3 separate regions of the Zea mays genome follow, and all the other regions are linked to region 3. A link is a contact called in public Hi-C data. All regions are on one chromosome and are shown on one strand. Each heading gives the region's core, a stretch centred on a gene start, on an enhancer-like site or on the middle of the called end of the contact. The rest is flanking DNA. Distances are from core to core; before and after follow the strand shown.

What was found. Hi-C and Micro-C count contacts between places; a contact is called where the count stands out from the background.
Region 1: a contact with region 3 is called in a Hi-C map of tassel, with 2.6 times the contacts expected there. The contact joins the promoter of LOC100383047 here to the promoter of LOC100284474 in region 3. A contact is called at or near these places in 9 of 25 Hi-C or Micro-C datasets (bundle sheath, ear, endosperm and 2 more) and 2 of 3 datasets of contacts at active chromatin or transcription factors (leaf and seedling).
Region 2: a Hi-C map of leaf shows a contact between it and region 3, with 5 times the contacts expected there. The contact joins the promoter of LOC100286153 here to the promoter of LOC100284474 in region 3. A contact is called at or near these places in 5 of 25 Hi-C or Micro-C datasets (ear, endosperm, leaf and 1 more).

Annotation. Positions count from the first base shown.
Region 1 is chr1:265,710,970-265,715,066 of Zm-B73-REFERENCE-NAM-5.0, reverse strand. LOC100383047 reads right to left here and starts at 1,406. Exons shown (of 2, transcript NM_001175723.1): 1 at 1,173-1,406; 2 at 109-1,093. The coding sequence starts at 1,266. The coding sequence ends at 315. It overlaps LOC100275997, which reads right to left. Exons shown (of 3, transcript NM_001371526.2): 2 at 2,522-2,783; 3 at 2,006-2,427. The coding sequence ends at 2,369.
Region 2 is chr1:265,744,818-265,748,905 of Zm-B73-REFERENCE-NAM-5.0, reverse strand. LOC100286153 reads left to right here and starts at 1,493. Exons shown (of 14, transcript NM_001159041.1): 1 at 1,493-1,615; 2 at 2,478-2,831; 3 at 2,918-3,005; 4 at 3,524-3,651; 5 at 3,733-3,924; 6 at 4,028-4,088. The coding sequence starts at 2,482.
Region 3 is chr1:265,540,852-265,544,869 of Zm-B73-REFERENCE-NAM-5.0, reverse strand. It overlaps LOC100284474, which reads left to right and starts at 1,995. Exons shown (of 7, transcript NM_001157369.2): 1 at 1,995-2,332; 2 at 2,463-2,539; 3 at 2,715-2,849. The coding sequence starts at 2,061.

The sequences.
Region 1 (4,097 bases), core at 157-2,656, 170 kb before region 3:
GTTCTGTAGATCCAAACTAACTAGGAGCACACCAGTCACCACACGGCCTGACGGCCAGTGTTATTTTCGTTAAATTGATCAATCAACCGACCAAACGAAACATCTCTTAAAAGCTCATTAAGCCGTCATGCCATTGCCAGCTGATAAACGATCAACACGAGTAGAGTATGTAGTGCGTGTACTGAGCCTCCCATGTATGTAGTATATGTGTATGTACGTGTGCGTGTATAACTATATATACACACGCACACTTGCATTGCTTCCTTTCCACTTAGATGTACTGTGTACTCACGCCACACCTCGAGCTAGCTTGCTCACATCTCGTCGCCGTAGCTACCGGTCCACAGCTGGTGTCCGTGGCCGTGCTCGCCGCCGGCGCCTCCCGTGGCGTTCCTCAGGCTGTGCCACACGTAGACGGTGAACCCAAGCAGCACAACCACCGCGACCGCCACGCTCACCAGCATGCCTTGCCTCGCGGAGGCCTGCCTGGGCTTCAGGTTCGCCAACGCCATCGTCTCTGCTAGCATTGGCTGCTGCTCCTGCTGCGTGTCCTTCTCATGCACCATCTCCTTCCTGTCCTCGGCCATCTTCCCCTCTTCCTCCCTCTTCCTCTCCTCCTCCTCCTCCTTCAGCCTCTGAACAGCCCCCAGCGACGGCTGGGGCTTTGTGGTTGCAGGCGGTTCCACTTCCGGCGCCGGCGCCGGCACAGGATCGTACGTCTTCCTCGGCATCGACGCTCTGGACTCGGCGGGCGGCTTCACGGAAGGAGCAGCTGGAGCCAGCGGCGCCGGGGTCGGCGCGGCAGGCCTGGCCGCCGGCGGAAGCCCCTGCCCCTGGCCCTGCAACGGAGGCGGCGCCGCCGTGGGCATCCTTGGCGGCGGCTGCATGGGCGTCGAGGGGGTCTTCTTGGGGAGCGTGATGGTGAGCGTCTCGTTCTCGAACTTGGCGCGGATGCCGTCGGCGTTGCAGTTGGCGGGAAGCTCGAAGTCGTTCTGGAAGCGGATCCACCTGTTGCCGGTGAGGTGCCGCTCGCCGCGCGTCCGCAGGTGGCCGTGGTTGTCCACCAGCACGCGGAGGTCCTCCCTCTTGAACCCTGCAGCCCCAGCGACGGGTATTTCAGTAACAGTAACCATCATCGCTCCAGGCTGGAAAGGAGCCAAGGGACTGCTTGCCTGGGAGCGAGATCTTGACGGCGTCGGCCTCGGCGGCGGAGCGGCTCCACTCGACGGCGGGGGTATGCTCCTCGTAGGTGCGGTTGTTGGCCATGGCTGCGGTTTCCTCTCGTGTCCTGGACGACGAAGGCTGGAACTAGCTAATGTGAGACGTACGTGTGCTTTCGGAACTAACAAGTAACAATGCCTCTGCTGACTGCTGCTGCTGCTGGGGTTGATGGCAATGGGCGTTTGTGGTGGATGTGCATATATACAAACACCTCCAAGTGCAGTATATAAGGAGATATGACCTGGGTGAGGAGAAGGATTGATTCGATGGCCATCGTCAACATGGCTTCGTGCACAGGTGACGGTCGATCAAAGTATTCCTTGCTTGTTTGCAGGGGGCGTTGGTCCGCAGCTGAAGAGAAGCATATTAATCTGAGTGGGACAGGTATTACTAGACCATGATTCAGCGACTGAGCAGTTTCGATTAGGAAATGACCAAGCTGCTTTTGATCCCTCACCACTTTCTATCTAATCGTCATGTTTGTACTCTGTGTCATAGACGAAAACGCGTGCGAGTTGAAGTGATTTACGTTTAACCAAGTTTTTTTAGTAAATAGCATTTACTCTAAATTAATCTAGTATAAAAATACATTTCATAATCAATCTAATAATATTTATTTCACATTATAAATATTGATTCTTTTTTTATCTATAATTAGTTAAAATTTAAAATACCAAAACATAACACTGCTAGAATTGCATTCTTTCTTGAATGGAGTTGGAGTATGTACTAGTATTTGTGATGTGATGTGACCACACTTCTGCTCAGTTACTGCACAGGACACTTTGAATCTAATCTCTCCCATAAACGAAGTGTATCTTTCACATTTCATTAACCTTTATGATTACAACATAACATCGAATCCTTTGACGCATCGTCCTTTAAACTTTTAGGCATGAAACGAGGGGAATAAAAAGCAAAAGGGGGGGGGGGGGGGGGGATGGGGTTCAATAGCTTCTAAAGCATGTTTCGATGCAGTTACAGCAGCTAGATCAGCACAAGGAAAATTCTCCGGAAGAATCGTAACTCTTTTTGATTGACGATGTCACCATGAGACCAAATACCCACCAACGTAACTCGGGAAGGATGCTAGCAGGATTGTACTGTCTTGCTGCGGAGACACTGCAATGTCCAAGCTTTTTATCATTCAGGTATGCCCACGGCCTCCACACTTGGAGCACATGATGTTCCCAGTTCCTCCACAGCCTACAGCAATTTGGATGTCAGCAGGTATACCCAAACCCAACTGTATAGCAGGGAAGCAACTGTCGCACAGAATGTGCTTGTCAAGCTAGCTTACCTAGGCATCTGACTTTCACGATGATCCCTTGGCTCTCCAGTATCGAGTCGACGTACAAGCCTGAACCAGCGCATGTTGCGCACAGCACAGCGCCTTTAGCTTCACAGCTTGAGCAGGGAGGGTTGTCCCCGACATCCTTCTTTTCCAGATCTAGACCGGACGGTTTTCCAATATTCTCCTCTGGGACAGATTTGTCGTAGCAGAATAGCGATTCAAGGTTACTTCTATTCCTTTGGAGGTCATAGATTGCACTTGCTTTATTCTGCGCGGCAAGAGAAAAAGAATTATCAGTCTCTTGAAACAAATTTCCTTTCAGTCAGCCTCATAAGCAAAATCCGATGTGCATAATGCAATTGAGCAAAAGAGAAGAAAACAACAATTTGACCAACAGGGTTTCTCGATAGTTGACAGGCATGTCAGCCATGCCTGTGATTGATATATAGGCAAATAGGTTTGTGAATGCTGAACACTGGATACTGATCAGTACTTCATATCATTGACAGGCACTGGTGATAGCACAATACTACAAGACTACAGGTTCAGGCTTGCACAACAACAATTAATGGCAGCTACCACTGAGTATTCACATGCAGCCCTTGTCATATGTAAAGGCACACACTTGTGCTTGACAACCAGAGAAACATGCCTGAGGGGGATGCAGGTACCAAATTTGACAAGCAACAGGAGACCAATTAGATAAAAATCAATCACACACAAGTACTACATGTATATTCACATGGTTAAATCCAAGCATGCGTACTATAGCTATATTCACATGGTCACACCGAAGCACGTATACTACAGCTACATTCACATGGTTAAATCCATGAGAGCATACTACAGCTATATTCACATGGCTAAATTGAAGCATGCATACTACAGTTGCATTCACATGGCTTGAGAGCCATTAGAGAGGCTTGCAATGGGCCTTGGTTACTAGCTGGGGATTTCAATCTCATTTTACAAGCTTCAGATAAGAATCACTCTAATCTTAACCAGGCTATGATGAATCTCTTTAGACGCCTAATTGAGGATGTAGCTCTCAAGAAGATCCCCCTGCATGGACGCCGTTTCACATGGTTCAATCATCAAACTGATCCAGTGTTGATTAAATTGGATAGAGTTTTTTGCTGAGTTAGTTGGGAACTGCTTTTTCCTAATGTGCTGCTTCAGAGCTCGGCCTCCCAGGACTCGGATCATTGCCCCTGTTGTTGGCCTTCGGGATAATTCACCAGGAAGAAGAAGATTCCATTTTGAGGCCTTCTAACCTAGATTAGAGGGTTTTCAAGATACAGTTCAAAGTGCTTGGGGCTCAGTTTTATATGACACATGCCCTTTTCAAACATTTTATTTGAAATTAAAGAAGACAGCCCAGAGGCTAGTTGCTTGGAGTGATAAGCAGGTGGGACATGTAAGGTCCCAGTTGGCATTGGCTAAAGAAATACTTCACAAACTAGAATTGCGTAGGATGAAAGACCCTTAACGCCAGCTGAATTTTGGTTGAAGAACAAGCTAAAAAAGCATTCATTACTATTGCCATCTTTGAAACGAACAATGGCCCGGTTGAGATCAAGGA
Region 2 (4,088 bases), core at 244-2,743, 200 kb before region 3:
GCTTCTACTCCCCACTCCACTTGAGGTTCAGGAATCAGGAGTGGTTGGTTGGAATCGGAAAGTCGCGGGCCGCACATCCTTTTCTTTTTCTGAGCACCACTACGCCTCTTTATCCAATTAGAATACCACACATGCTTGGATGGAACTCGTGCTGTTCTGCACTGACATCGGCATCTGTCACCACTTTCGGCCCCTAGTAGAAGATGGATTTGGGATGTATAGGTTTTCAAAGCTACAAATATCGCTACAGTATTTCTCATTAGACAAATTTTTTTAAAAAATATTATTTTATAATATGATTATTTGGTTTTATGGATATTTTAAATATTTTTTTAATAAATTTGGTCGGCCATTAAAAAAAGGCTCGACTTACCAATTCTTTAGAGTATCTCCAAAAGACTAGCTAAATAGCTTGTCAAGCTAAATTTTAGCTATTTAATAGCTCTCCAACAGACTAGCTATTTAACTTGCTAAGCTATTCGGCTCTCTAAATTAACTCTCTCACTAGCTAAATTTGGCTAGCAACTCTCGCTAGCTAAGCTTACTTTATGTTAGAGAGTCTGTTGTAAAGAGATGTTATATATATATAGTTTAATATTTATAGAGAGACAAATAAAAAGTTAAATAGAGAACTAAAAATAAAGAGTCTCTTAAAGATACTCTTAGATACAGAGGGAGTACCTATCTTGAGCCTTCTTAATTATTCCCCTCTGTAAAATCAAAAAAGTTAAACATCCGTTTGTGTTCCATTAGTTGGCATTTGACTCCAAAAGATGTTTATTTTTCGTTACATGGCTCGTGGATGTGACAACTACTACTAGCACGGTTGTTCAGATTCACTGCTTGCCATTCCGAGCCGGATTTCCTAATTAAAACGAAGGTTGTTACCACCTCTTATTATAGAAAATTGATTGTTCCACGAGAAATTCTCCCAAGTTTTAACAGCGCAGAAAATCTAGATTGCATGATATTTTTAGAGTTTCTGATATCATAAGGCCGGTTTGTTTTCGCCTATAATCAATTTATTTATAATTGTTGTATCACGAGTTTTTTTTCTAATTCTTGAATTTCGATCGTGCCAGTTCAAAAAAATTATGAAGAAAAATTATCGAAACTGACATTTTTTCCAACTAATATATAGTCCATACTAACGTTATACTGTGATGATTTGGATGGTTAGGTAAATAAGTAGATTATATAGTGGTATAAATATAGACAAGAAGAGAAAAATCTAAGTGGATATTTAGTTTTAGGGATTAATTTTTAGTTCCTACATTTTATTCTATTTTAGTTTTAAAATTATTAAATATATAGTTTCTATATTTAATAATTTATAAAATAAAATAAAATAAAATGAAAAAACCAAACATTAGTCCTTAGAAACCAAACAAATCATGAGCACCGACGGATTTGGCAGCTGGGAAATGGGATCTCACCAGATCCCGTAAGCGCGCGCCACGCCGCCACCTAACGCAGACACTGCATCCTCTACCTCTACAAATGAAACCCCTCAGACAGTCAGACGTCCCGTGCTCGTCATCACCACCCACATCTCAGTTCACCCCGGCGTCGTCCTCTTCCCCCGGAGCTACTCTCCCGCTCCACGTTCCAAAGGGTAAGCGCGCCTTCCCCCCCTCCCCCCTTGCTGTATATGCCCCCTCCCACTCTCCCGCTCGCCCATTCCCTCGCTTCCGCTATCTCCCCGCGCCTCTCGGATCGCCTCGGCGCGCGGTGAGTCTGGCATGCTGCTGCCCCCCCGCCTGCCTGCTCGGTCTGTCTGGATTCGTAGCCATTGTTTCCTTCCCTGTAGGGGTTGCTTTGCTGCGCTACGCTGTGCGGAATTGGTGGTTTTGGTGGGGCTCGATATTTTTTGGTCGAGTCGTTGAGATCGCCGCTGGGTTACTGCGGGATTAGAGTCGATTGCCCCCCTTTTGTTTTTCGAGGAGATGTTTCGAGTCGTAATTATATGAAATCCATCATTGTGATTTGAGTTGGCTAGCATCTCAGGCCCCCAGATTTTTGTTAGCAGCGTAACGCGCTGTTAATTTTTAGATCGTTTCCGAAGGGCGGGCGGGCTCTGTTAGATCTACGGGAACATTTAAAATTTCTTCATGTATGTATGATCCGGAAGTTAGTTGGCAGATTCACTGAATGGACAGTGATAGTTTTATACTGATCAATTTGTTTTCTGTGGCTGTAGTTTAATATATCATTGCTTCCTGTAGAACTGTACAAGTGCGCATTTTATTTGCAGCTTTGTTGAGACAAATATTCAGCTAGCTTCTTGTTGATGTGAATCAAGCTGATTTTAACATTTTGCTGTTATATAGAAAGATGGTGTCCCATATTGTTGCATACGCTTGTATGGGCCCCTAGAGCTAGAGAGAGCTCTTTTAGCTTATTTGCAGTTTTTTTTTGGGACAAATATTCAGCTAGCTTCTCTGTCAACCTGATTTTAACATTTTTCTGTTATATAGAAAGATGGCGTCCCATATTGTTGGATACCCTCGCATGGGCCCCAAGAGAGAGCTCAAGTTTGCCTTGGAGTCTTTCTGGGATGGGAAGAGCAGCGCCGATGATTTAGAGAAAGTTGCCTCTGACCTCAGGTCTAGCATCTGGAAGCAAATGTCAGAAGCTGGGATCAAGTACATTCCCAGCAACACCTTCTCGTACTATGACCAGGTCCTTGATACCACGGCCATGCTTGGTGCTGTCCCAGAGCGCTACTCTTGGACTGGAGGCGAGATTGGCTTGAGCACCTATTTCTCAATGGCCAGGGGAAATGCCACTGTCCCTGCTATGGAGATGACCAAGTGGTTTGATACAAACTAGTAAGTCAACTTCTGTCTCTTGAATGTTTACTTGGTTTTTTTGTGGTATTGGTCTAACATTTTTTTTATTACCTTGCTCCTCGCAGCCACTTTATTGTCCCTGAACTTGGCCCAAGCACCAAGTTCACATACGCTTCTCACAAGGCTGTTTCTGAGTACAAGGAGGCAAAAGCGGTATGTTGCTGTAACAACAGATACTGTCAGCTGTTTGTAATTTAGTTCATTTACCCTTCTCATCATTGTTTGCTTGCATGGCTGCACGGTTTAGTAACAGGGAAAAATGCAGCAACCAATATTTATGTCTCCCAGCTTAGAACCCACTTCTTTTTGGTAAAAGCACTTCAGCTGTACTGAACCTATGGCTTATTTAAATCCTTGACTGGTTTGATGCCTTCAATACATTCCATAACATTGAAGTAAATTATAAGTTAACCCACTGCTTTGCTAGCCTTATTTGAAGTCAAAGATGGACAAGCTTGGAACACACTGACTTTTCCATCTTGACAGTAATGTACTAATGCATAACTGTCACAAAACTATTTTCTCATTCAACTTTGCATAGCAATATGATAGGATTCCCTGCAGTGCTCTTTTTCTTAATGTCGGTAGTTTTCACCCTGTAAAGGAAGGGGCATGCTATTTTCAATTATGAAAAATAATGCCTGCAAACTTTGTTTTTGCCCCTCATGCAGCTCGGTATTGATACTGTCCCAGTGCTTGTTGGACCAGTGTCATACTTGCTCCTCTCTAAGCCTGCCAAGGGTGTGGAGAAATCTTTCTCTCTTCTTTCGCTTCTTGGCAGCATTCTTCCCATCTACAAGTAAGCATCCACACAAAGCAGCCAACATTTTTTCCAGCATGATTCTCGTTAATTGATAATGTGATATTTTATGAAATGAAGGGAGGTTGTTTCTGAACTGAAGGCAGCTGGTGCTTCATGGATTCAGTTTGATGAGCCTACCCTTGTTAAAGACCTTGATGTTCACGAATTGGCAGCATTCTCTTCAGCATATGCTGAACTAGAGTCGGCATTCTCTGGATTGAATGTGCTTATCGAGACATACTTTGCTGACATTCCTGCTGAGTCCTACAAGTATGTTTTTTTTTAGTTTTAACATAGTCTTCGCCACGGTCTTCCTCTCAGAGTAATATAGTTGAGAAAGAAAACTGAAAACTTATTTCTTTTGCAAACGCAGGACCCTCACGTCATTGAGTGGTGTGACTGCTTACGGTTTTGATCTTATCCGTGGAGCCAAG
Region 3 (4,018 bases), core at 746-3,245:
GAATTTGCAACTTAAGATTCCACACTCAACAAAGAACAAGATTAACTAAGTACAAGATTAACTATTTTGGATCGGAGATTATTGTGATTTGATTAATTACTCCAACACGTTTAGCTCGCGAGTCAGCTCGTGATCCAACTCAAGCTGGCTCGTTTTTGTAACGAGTTGAAATACAAACTCAACTTGTTACAAATTATAAACGAGTTGAGTCGAGCCACTATCAAATCGAATCGAGCGAGTTAACGAGCTACGAATTTTTTATCCAGCACTGCTTCCGACTCGCGAGTCCCATGGCTCCAGCCTCCAGGGGTGTGTCGTGTACTACTACTCTGTGTGAACGTCCCAGATGTCGCGTGCTTGACTTGTTCCTAGGCGCTAGCTTAACAGCATTTGATTTGACGTAGGTGGTCAAGTTGGTCTTCTTTTCAGTTCTATATAGATATCATTTTGGTATTGGGAATTATACCCCGCAACCTTTTCCTTCTTCTTTTTCTTGTGTACGATCGAGCACGTCCCCGACAACTTTGGCTATGTATATCTCTAGCGGCATACCATGTTCTCTCCTCTTCTCTACAACCTATGCCCATGTGCATTTGTCGTTGAGGGTAACAAGCTCTCCACAACCTTGGATATTATAGGTATGTTTCTCAAGAATCTTTTTAGTCAGGCAGGCACGCCATGTGAGAAGGCAACAACGACACAAGCAGGCGTGATGCGGGGGATATCGTTTTGAGGTGGCCAAATGTAACGGACTGTAACGAAAATAGTAACGATAATGATTTATAGTTGAGTACCAGCAATAATTTAAATAGATTGATATTAATTTCTAGTGTGGTATCTCATTTCATTTAGACTTAAACAAATATGATTTAATGTTATCAGTTATCTATTAAATTATAAATATGTGAACCAAACATTACCTAATATATGCAGAAACTCTTTCTACACCAAGATTAAAGTGTCCTCAAAATTGGGCACGAATTGACAGCAAAGCTTGTACTAGGCCACTAGGGGCTGGATCGAGGCCTCGGAAAGATTCGTCAAACATGACCGAGCCGAACCGGTTAGAGCAACATAGAAGTGGTTTGCCATCACTATCAACAATGAGGATGGCGGCGGCATAAATTTGGATAGATTCGGTGGAATTAATGACTCTGTCATCTTCTCCTTCCTCTCCACCGCGACCTCTGATGACCCATTCACTTTCACCGTCACGGGCTCAGGGCCACCGACGCCTCGAGGGAGCTCGCATGGAGGGAAGCCTGGCGTCGGGGCACTGCGGCGTCTCGCGCTGACATCGATCAGGGGATGATGGAGTGTCATGACGGGCATGGTCGAGGTTGGGTGGGAAGACGGAAGAAGGCGGTGCTAGGTTTTAAGGAGAGATGAGGACGAAGCAGGTGAAATGAGTGAAGCGCAGGGAGCGAGGGGTAGACGATTGTTGCCAAATGGTTTTTGGAAATGGCTTTAGGTGTGTTTGTTTTTTTCTTACTGTCAACGCGCTTTCGGAGAAGCGAGCTGAAAGCTGCGTTTTTAGTACAACACCCGCGTTTTTTACCCTTCCGCGGTGAGAATAAGCAAGAAAAAAAAGTATGTGTTTGGCGGGCTTATTTCATCGGCTCGCTTTTGTTCGTTGAAAATCTGATTTTAAACTAAAACAAACACGTCCTTTGACTCCTATAGAAAAACTGTTTGCAGAGTAAAACTAGAGCTAAAACTATTTTGGAACCATATTTTCTAAAGATTTCCATTTACCAAAAGAAATTAGTTTATTTTTCTTTGGCAAAATAAAAATTATTTTAAAAATAGAGTTTTCAAACTAGCTCTAACAATATTAAACCGTGCTAAAAGACCCCTAGCATTCTGCAGCAAGGCAGTGGTGTGCCACGGCCCAATATGGCGGAATATCGGCCCAACGGTTGTTCGCGCAACCAAAGCGATCCGAGAACACCTTATCCCTCTCGCTATCCCCATCTTCCTTGTCCGCTCCATTTCGAGTTCAATCGCTGCCCGCTCTCCACTCCTCCGGTCCTTCCGCCGGCGGGCACGCGCCGGGCGAAATGGAAGCGGCACCATCCCTCCGCACCTTCTCCCCCTCATCGTTCTTCTCCGCGGGGCCTAGACACTGCCTTCTGCTCGCGGGCCCGGCCTCGCGGCGCGCCCGGGCGCTCCCGGCGCCGCCCCTGCCCCGCGCCGTCGCCTCCACCCGCGCGCCGCTGGTGGTCTCCAGCCCGCCACCGCCCGCGGCCTCGGGGACGACCGCACCCGCGCACGCCAAGGTTGACCGCTCCGGCCGCTTCTGCAGCCCTCGCGCCGCCCGGGAGCTAGCGCTGTGAGTTCCGTTCTCCCAACTTCAGCTCCTACGTACTTCGGTCTCAATCGCTCCGCGCGACTTTGGGGTTGGTTTTTGTGTATCGTTCCTCCCTGGAGGTAACTCGCTGCTCCCGCGTCTCGAGTCGCAGGATGATTTCCTACGCCGCGTGTCTGGAGGGAACCGACGTCGTTCGGCTCTTCGACCGCAGGATCAGCGCAAGACGAGGTCAGGGTTCTTCTTCAGCGCCTCTTCTTCGTTCATTTGTTTCAAGGATTAGCTTGTCGATTGGCTCGGCTGAATACCTCCTTGCATCAGTGCAAGCTCCTGGGTTCCTGGCGTTCTATGGATGCATTTTACTTGGTGTTTGTCCTCTTATTTTGGTTTCCACACGCTTGTTCAGAGCCCGGGTTTGTTTTCGACAAGGCATGCCTACTGAGTTACAACCATATGAGCTTTGGCGGGGGACCGCTCGAGGTTGGAACGGAGGAGGAGGCTGAGAAGCTGACCAGTCAGAACGAGAAGGATTCAGCCAACGGTAACAACTATACCCGCGCAACTTCTGGTTGTACTCCCTCCGGTGCAGTAAAAGAAGTCATCCTGCGCGTGACCGAGCGTGCACAAAAAGAAGTCATAGCGCGCGTGGGTATAGGATTTGGACGTTATTGCCCCTACTAATTGCAAAAAAAAATGCATTTAAGAGGAATCGAACTTGAGACCTCCGGTCTAGAATGCCTTGGAGCTGCTGCAGCAACCAATCAAGTCTGATTGTTTTAGTGACATTAATGCACCCATATCCCTATTTAATAGGGGCAAACAGGGAAAACTCTATGATAATTAATCACTCCTTGGTATGCACAATCATGTCCTAAACGACTACCTTTACTGCACTGGAGGGAGTACAGTACTATATGTTAAAGCGGCTACAGCTGGAGTCATTAAATTGTAGTTGGTAATTAATTTAGACATATCTCCGTTGTTTGCGATTTTAAGATGGAATATCTCTATATCCAGAAGTTTCCAAAGAGCACAAGAGCAGTTGGGCCATTATAGGAGTGTTTTATCCGTTATCCTTTGGACAATTTGAAACAATCACCAGAAAATTTAGTTGATTCCTGTTTAAACAAATTCTATGGTGAGTTTCAGCCCAAGTTTTGAAACTTCCTTCGTATTATTATATCTATGATTCTGATTTCCTAAAGTAAAGAGAGCAATGGATCATTGGATGTTCCACAAATACATTATTGAACTTAGTACATTTTTTTTTATTGCGGCTGTGTGCATATTGTTGTATATAAAAAAAACAGGAGGGCATGCTAGAACAATTTCAAGTTGGTATACAAGCCTGGATTCCGCATTGATCCTTACCATCCTGGACTCCTTCCCAAATCTCTCTCTATCCTAGCCTGCTATACAAGGCCGGCCGGCTATGCTATACAAGGCAATGAATATTGTTGTCTAACAGTTGCTATGAATTTCAGACCATCAAACTAGAACAATTAATGCAGTGCACTGGTTCAAAAAGATGCAATATGCTATCTAGGTAAGCAGCTGCGTGTTACCTAACCCTTAATTAGGGATAGTGGCGAATGCATAGGTGCCAACTAGTCAGGCTAGGTCGTCAGTTGTCACTTTTAAGAATTACGACATAATGAGTTGGGCCTCAAAAGTTCAAGTCGGCCAGGCTCGATCCCTGCTTCCTACAAT